Linked DNA regions of Lactuca sativa: region 2 is linked to region 1. A link is a contact called in public Hi-C data. All regions are on one chromosome and are shown on one strand. Each heading gives the region's core, a stretch centred on a gene start, on an enhancer-like site or on the middle of the called end of the contact. The rest is flanking DNA. Distances are from core to core; before and after follow the strand shown.

Region 1 (4,138 bases), core at 923-3,422:
TAACAAATAATAACTTCCATTGTAGGGGCCTCGTGATGGCTTCATATGTTGGGCAGATGAAGTGGAGAGTACTAACACGACTGCTGACACAACTTTGGTTACAAATTTGGTTCTGGCAAATAAGAAGCTTCAATCTGATGTTAGAAAGATGAAGTTATGGTTATTTCTAAGTTGGGCTGTTTTTTTGTGGTATTAGTCTACAAGTTGTAATGGGTATGTAAAGGGTTTGTAATCCCATTCGTATTAAATATGGTTTCCTTTCCTATTAAGATGAAGTTATGGTTATTTCTAATATGGTTTCCTTTCATGTTTACCAATGTATTTGTAATGGTTATGTAATGGATTTGTAATCCCTTTCCTATAAGTGCCTTGCTATTGTGTGTCATCGTTTTGTTTGTGTTACTATTGTACATAAAAAAACATTCAACAAACACATTCCATAATAATACTATGGGTACCCTAATACTATTACGAAACAAAGTTAAATAACACATCAAACAACCAACCTAGTCTTAACACAATACCAAATAACAGTTATGTCTATTCAATATTCATTGGATTATCACCAGAATTTACTTCTCCATTTTTCCCTTCAACCCTTTTTGCCAATTTTTTCTTTATAATCCTTTCTGATTGCTTCCGTTTACGTGCAACTGTTGTTTTTGAACCACTTCCTTCCTCTTCATTACCACCTTGAGATTGCTTCTGTTTACGTCCAACAGTTGTTTTTGAACCACTTCCTTCCTCTTCATTACCACCTTTAGTAGTTGATCTCTTTCTCTTCACCTTGAGTTTTTTGGGCTTCTCAACTTTCGGACATGTAGCCTTGTTGTGACCAACTTGTTTACACACACTACATAGAATTTTCTTCCCAACCTTTGACACGGTGTGTCTAGTACTCTTTTCTCCTGGGTCCTTCCTTCTATTAACTTTAGGTCTGCCTAGCATTTTCCTTTTCAAAGGTGGCAATGGTGGTATGAAATTGGTACTTGGCCACATATTGCTGCCATTCATCCCTCTCAGTGGATACTTGTAAGCATTTCTATAAAAAAACTCCAAAGAACATGGGATCCACATAACTTCCGACATCTCTGTTTAGGTAACTAATAGTTGCAACTGAGTGCATACACCCATACCCATTTAGTTGCCAAACTCTACAAGAACATGTCTTCTTGTCTAAGTCAACGACATAAGACTCTGCTAAGTTTCTTGTCTCAAATTGGTTCAACCCAGTTGGTAAAACCTGCCAATATCTAATAACATTGTCTAAAAGTTAGTGTAAGTTTAGTATTATCTATGATGTTAACAAACACAAACTAAGTTTACCTTTGAGCTTTTTTCAATTGATTCAACAAGGATCTAATTGATGGACATGGTTCCAAATCTGGCCATGAACTGCCTTTCATGCTCAAATGAAACTGCATTTCCATAACATACAATCTAATCTCTTCAAGCATTGTGATGATTGGTTTCTTCCTTGCATCTCTTATAACATTGTTAAAGCTCTCCGACAACCCATTCTCTACAGCATCACACATCTTGCCCTCCTCAAAAAAAGCTCTACACCATGATCGTGGGTTCTTTTCTGTTAGATACTCAAAGGCTGAAGGATTGAGAAGTTGTATTTCCTTCATTGTTGCATTGCGTAAAGGCTCAGTAGATGCCTTGCATGCCTTCCAAAACATTTTCTCATACATTACTCCGGGGAATCTTTTCCTAAAGTTGGCAACAACATGCCTTGCACACTGTCTGTGTTCAACAGTAGGCAAAATCTCCTTCACAGCTTCCAATAGTCCCTTCACATTAACAATTTAAATTGTAAAATAGTATAGGCAACTTTCATTAATAAATAAAATACAACTAAGAAACATACCTTATGTTGATCTGACATCAATACAATTCCAAAACCATTGTACATTCCTAAGTCATCTTTTAAATTTTCCAAAAACCATTTCCAATTCTCTTTGATTTCAACACACACAACTGCCCATGCAATTGGAAATATATGATTATTAGCATCCCTTCCAACAACAGTTATTAACTCTCCAGTACATAGCCCCTTAAGGAAACAACCATCCAGGTTAATTACTCTTCTACAATTGCCCCTCCACCCTTGCTTTAGTCCCTCAAAACATACATAAAACTTACTAAAATAATTTTTCCCATCAGGCATAGTAGTGACATCAATCTTCACAGTTGATCCTGGTTTGATCTTCTTATCTCCTCACCATATGACCAAAGCTTTGAATAGTGCTCAACCAATGTGCCTTCAATTAGCTCGATAGCATGCTTTTTTGCTCTCCTGAATTGACCCATACTTACATCTATACCAAAAGCCTGTTTCACCTCTTCCTTAAGCATCCTAACACTCATTTTCTGTTTTTGTAAGAACTCAGTTGTAAAATGGCTACCAATCCAAGCATAGCTAACAATTGATCCAAGTTTAAAGTTTCTAGCACAATTATGCTCATCTATAAGGGACTTAATCTGGAAAGAGTTTTCTTCACTCATCCATGAAGCCCATAGCCTAAACTTACACTGCCCAGAACAACATTTAACTAATAGTCTTCTACTGTCATTTTTTTTGTAGCACAACTGATGCCCATTAGCAACAACATAATTACATAACATAAGCTTTAACTGTTTTGGACTATGAAATCGCATTCCTAACACAGGTTTTTGTTTTTTCCAATGCACATTTTCATTGTATGTAGTAACCTCTTCAATATTTACCTCATTTTCTTCCATTTGAAGATATGGATCCTCATGAGGTGGACTATTTGGAGTTGACTAGACTTTTGGGCATAGCTTGCTCAAAAACTCATCGTTAATGGTCTTATTCATTGGATTGCCATCTACGTGTTCAAGGTCATCGTGTACATTACCTTGCAGTTCATCCGGGCCATTTTGCACAAATCCATCATAATGATTGTCTTCCACAACGCTCTCTTCAACTTCCTCATCAATAATCCACCGTTGGACATTCACACCTAGATGATCCATGTATACATCCACGACACAACCAGCAGCATACCCAGCTTCGATGAAGTCCTGGTAGTCTATTTCAGTAGCCAAGATCCTCAATCCATCAGGAAACTCTTTTCCAGGCATGCAATAAAAAACATTTACACACATTTCAATTGCAAATCTTTGTACGAAGTTAACAAACTCGTTCCTGTCCATTCCAGCAAAATCAACATCTTCGAACCTTTGTTCTGCTCCATCCGTATAACTAATTTCGGGGTACCTTGTAAAAAACCCAGCAAAGTGACGATCGATCTTCATATAAACCACCATAAGATTTTACAGACAAAAAATACGACAAAAAGGGGAAGAAGAAAGTGAGGGTTGTTATATAATATGTCTTGTAGGGCAAGCTCAGTAAACGAGTAGGTTACATGGCAGCTTAGGTGGATTAATTTCGATGACGTGTGTACCTTATATGATGACTAGGATAATGTTAACCGGCTCAACTCTTCCACTTTGAACAAAATGGCTTTAAAAACTATTTTCTAAGTCTTGGTTCCACTCAAGTGCGAAAAAAAAACAATAAGGACCATTTAAACCATAACTAGAAAGATGGTTGGGTGAGAGTGAGATTTACCAAAAATAATATCATTCTGAAAGTTAATGTTCAAAATTAAATTCAATAAGTGTAAGGGAGTTAGGAGTGGTTCCTCCCAACTCATTCAAACCATTCCAAACTATTAAACATTTTCCAAAAAAATTTCTATATGACTATAAATTTCGCAAGATCAAGAGTAAAACCGATAAGTGCATTGCAAAATTAAAACAATGTTTCGAAAAAAATTATAAAGAAAATCATTATGAAATTTTTTGTTCGGTGTAAAATTCACTCAACGTAATGCGTTATTGTTAATAATTCTACAAAAATTTCTTATAAAATTTAACTTTTGTGATATTTCCACTCCAAGAACAAAGAGTTTACATTGCTAAACTTGAATCAGAGAGTTTCACATTCCTAAAAAGGAAGTCTTGTTGAAAATGAATTTTAAAAGAATATAATAGTTTTTTATGGTATTTTTACTCCAAAAAAGATCTAATGTAAAAAGTGAATAAAAAAATTGTCTTATATATAGAAGCTAAACAAAATGGTTAAAATATTATTATTATTATT
Region 2 (4,138 bases), core at 664-3,163, 270 kb after region 1:
AAGGCAGTTCCGATTCCAAAACCGGCAGTTCCGGTTCCAAAAACGGGTACCCAGTTCCGATGCTCATCCCTGGTTTTAATAAGCATAAATGAATTAGAGTTTTACCTATGAAAATATCGCGATAAATTATGAAGACATGTGTCAAACTTATCCTGACACAAAAGTATGAGTCATTGGATTTTAGTGTGGTCCTTTTCCGTCGTTTCTGCAACCCATCCATCTGTCTTTGTACGGTATGGCCATGGTTATACAAAATGACAATACTTAAATACAAGACTTTGGTGTATCCAAAGAAAATAAAGAATTGACATTAGTGCATAAAACTAATATAAGACCATTCGTTATATCCACCACATAACACATATGTTGTGAGTGCCACATTAGCACCACATTCCACTACCACTAACATGGGATACCTACCACTAACACACCACTCCACATTATTATTTTTATTTTTTTTTAATTAAAAAATACAATAAAATTACTTTTTTTTAATTCAAAAATTATAATAAAATTACATTTTTTATAATTAAAAAGCATTCATTTTTTTAAAACTATTTTTTCATTAATTATAAAAATAAAATAACAACTTTAAAATACATTACTTAGTTAATCTAGAAAAAAAACATTACATTAATAAGAAAACGAACAAACGTACATATAAAAATCCTAATCGTCGTTCATGCTATTTTGGTACAAATGTTCCGCGACATCTTCTCGAAGATTGAAACACGTTTCACTGTAATGAATTTCAACAACTCGCTCTAAAAAAACATTCGTTCTGGGTACGAACTCCTCAATTGGAACGACAACGTCGTTCGGATCATATGTGCAAATCGCTCGACCTTCATCTTCAATAATCATATTATGCATTATAATACATGCTAGGACCATTTGTTTAATTCTTTCTTTATCCTAGAGTCGTGTAGCATATTTCACTACATGTCATGTTTGCTTAAGGACTCCAAATGCCCTCTCGATATCCTTTCTCGTCGATTCCTGTTTTTTTGTAAAAAAATTTGCTTTTTCACTTCGAGGAACCGAGTATGCCTTCATCAATGTAGAATAATCCGGGTATATCCCATCACCAAGGTAGTAACCGTATTTGTACGCGTGCCCGTTTACCGTGAACGTCATATCAGGTGCTTTGCCGGTCCAAATATTGTTGAAAAGTGGAGACTGACCAAGAACATTAAGGTCGTTGTTAGACCCCGCTACTCCAAAAAAGGCATGTCATATCCACAAATCTTGAGATGCAACAGCTTCTAGGATGATAGTTGGTTCACTTATATCTCCTCGAGTGAACTGACCACGCCATGCAGTTTGACATTTTTCCCAAGCCACATGCGTACAATCTAGACTGCCAAGCATACCAGGAAATCCATGCCTCTCTTCATGAGCCGAATATAATCTCTCAATATCACGTTGAGTAGGTTTACGCAAATATTCTTCGTGAAAAACCTCATAAACACATGCAGAAAACCAATCTACGCATTCAACTGCGGTCCTCTCGGATACTTTCAAGTATTCATCAGATGCATCAAATGCTATAACGTATCCCAAATACCTAAGAGCAGCCGCACATTTTTGTATACTACTAAAACCCATTCTTCCTCTAGCGTCGGGTTTTTGTTTGAAAAAATTATAACGAGATTCTAAAGCATTACTAATACGTAAAAATATAGCCTTATTCAGACGGAAACGACGTTCGAATGAGTCGTCATTATAAAGACAATTATCGGCAAAGTAATCACGTACCAATAAGTCGTGTGCGGCTTGGCGATCACGATTGACGACCGCCCTTGTACGCGCTGCATTCGAACTTTCTTCGGCGCGAACGTGTTGCACAACATTGAAGAATGTCTCGACGAATTCTACGTTGTCATCCGAATCAAAACTTTTTAAAAATTCCATATGTATTGTTGGATCCATGTGTATGTGTTTTGTGGTTTTAGAGAATAGAATGGGGTGTAAATTTTGGTATAATAGAAGTGTTATTTATATTAGTAAATTGTGTTTGAAAAAAAAACCCGGCCAAAATAGCCGTTCAACGGCCAAAAAATTCGAACGCCAATCACCATTCTCGTTTGAGTCCGTCGTCGGGAACACAAATGACAACGACCACGACTAACCACGAATCACCGGGACGGTGTGCACGATCGTAGTTCGTGGCCACCTCAACCACGAAGTTACTCGTGGTTAGTATACCATTCGACCTAATAATAGTAAAAGGAAAAAACACCATTATTTTTTTTAATTAAATCCGAACAAAAATTAATCAAATTCATAAATGTAACCAGAGTTCGCTAGGATTTGGTGTTAAACGCTATACAAAAATGCCATTACTCATCAAAAGGAAATATTAAAAAAAAAAATAGTATTATGAAATGCCATTATTTACTGCACTATTAACCAAAAATAAATATTGTTTTTCTTAGTACAACGAAGTTTATATTGCAGATTGTAAATTTATTCATATTTTTACGAAATTCATGATTTTCTTTTGAAGAAACTTTTTTCTGTGGTTTTTTATGGTAGCGATCTTCAAAAACCATATGTTGGTGGGAATGGTGCCACCGAAACTGTACTCTCTTACATAAGTGTCACGTCATTTTTTATTATACTAGTGTAGTTTCTTACCTCACCAAGGGAGTGATGCCACATTTTTATTTTCTTTTATTTTTGTTTTTTTAGCTATTTTAGTTTAATAAAATTTCTTTTTTAACAAAAAAAACATAATTTTAAAAAGATAATATTTCATTAATTAAAAATACAAATACCATACATTGCTTAGTTTAACAAAAAAACTAAAAATTTAAAAAAGCATATTAAAAACATAAAACCTACAACTTATTAAAAAAAAACACACCTAACGATTAAAAACTTAAAAAAAAAAAAACTAGAAATTAGCCACGATTTACGTAACGTTTTTTCACTTCCTCGTTCATCGCCAAAATAACTTGAAGCTCGTCCCCAGTCATATTCAATGTGTCCATCGCTAGTATTTGCATATCCCTCTCCCTTTGTTTCCGAAGTTCTCTTTCAGAAGCAATTTGCAAAATTTTATCCATTCTTTTTTTATACCCTTCATGTCGGCACCCATTTCTTTCAACTCATTTGAATCCGACGCTTTATCTTTGCCTTTGCTTTTTGCTTTGTCTCCCATTGGTCGGGAAGGTGGTGAAACTGGAACATGTTCATCTTCGTTCAAATCAAATTGAACACGAGCATCTGATGTAGTGTGGTCAGACTCAGATGTTCTACTGCGTTTTGAACCACTGTCGATATGCTTGTATGTTGTTTTGCTACTTTGCCATTTGTTGTTATCTTTCACAAAATTCCAAACTTCAAGAAACTTGAAAGCCTTCAGATTTTCTTTTTGATACACTTTCAACGCTTCTTCAAAATCACTTTATCGTTTTCTCCACTTTTCCATTGACGCTTCATGTTGTTATACAAATCATTAAACAACATGATTTCCTTGTTCATCTTCCCCAATTTGGAGTACACTTGATGTTTTGAACGGTATTCTCCACGGTTCATTCCTTTATGGAACCTATGTAAAACGCGAATCCAAAAGCGGTCATGCTTTTGGTCTTTTCCAACCGTCGCATCTTCTGAAATATCGATCCAAGATTGTGTCAACATTAACATTTCTAGTGGTTCCCAACATTTAGCCTCCCTCTTCTCTTTTCTTTTAGTTGCTGTTCGAGTGGGCTGAGTTTCTGTAACGAATTCCAATTCAGAATCAGAAACGGCCGTTTCTGGTTGTGTTTGTGTTTGTTGAACAAACTCAGGTTGAGACAAAATCAAATGGATTAAAATCTGTGTCGGGTTGTGGTAGTGGTTACGCTGGTCGTTGTGGAAAATACGAAAGCATACCGCCGTAGTGATAATACGGAGGTGAAAAAATTGGTTGATCATATTAAAGTATTGGGGTGGTGGTGTTTCTAACGGGTGTTTTTTCTTTGTTGGGCCTTTTGGAAGAAAACATTTTCAAAAAAAGTTGGAGGAAAAGAGTAAAGATTTTGGTTGAAGGTTGTGTAAAAAAAACAAATAAACTCAGTCAATGGACCGTTCAACGGTCAAAAAGGGAATCAAGCACCAACCAATCACAGGCGACGGTTCTTTCTAGCTG

What was found. A called contact is a pair of places that touch in the nucleus more often than the background predicts.
Region 2: a contact with region 1 is called in a Hi-C map of bud, with 4 times the contacts expected there. The contact joins the promoter of LOC111914436 here to the promoter of LOC122197105 in region 1. A contact is called at or near these places in 2 of 4 Hi-C or Micro-C datasets (bud and seed).

What each region holds. Positions count from the first base shown.
Region 1 is chr3:55,074,689-55,078,826 of Lsat_Salinas_v11, forward strand. LOC122197105 reads right to left here and starts at 2,173. Exons shown (of 4, transcript XM_052769695.1): 1 at 1,874-2,173; 2 at 1,327-1,796; 3 at 1,137-1,253; 4 at 541-1,042. The coding sequence starts at 2,173. The coding sequence ends at 541.
Region 2 is chr3:55,345,906-55,350,043 of Lsat_Salinas_v11, forward strand. It overlaps LOC111914436, which reads right to left and starts at 1,914. Exons shown (of 1, transcript XM_023910177.3): 1 at 1,234-1,914. The coding sequence starts at 1,914. The coding sequence ends at 1,234.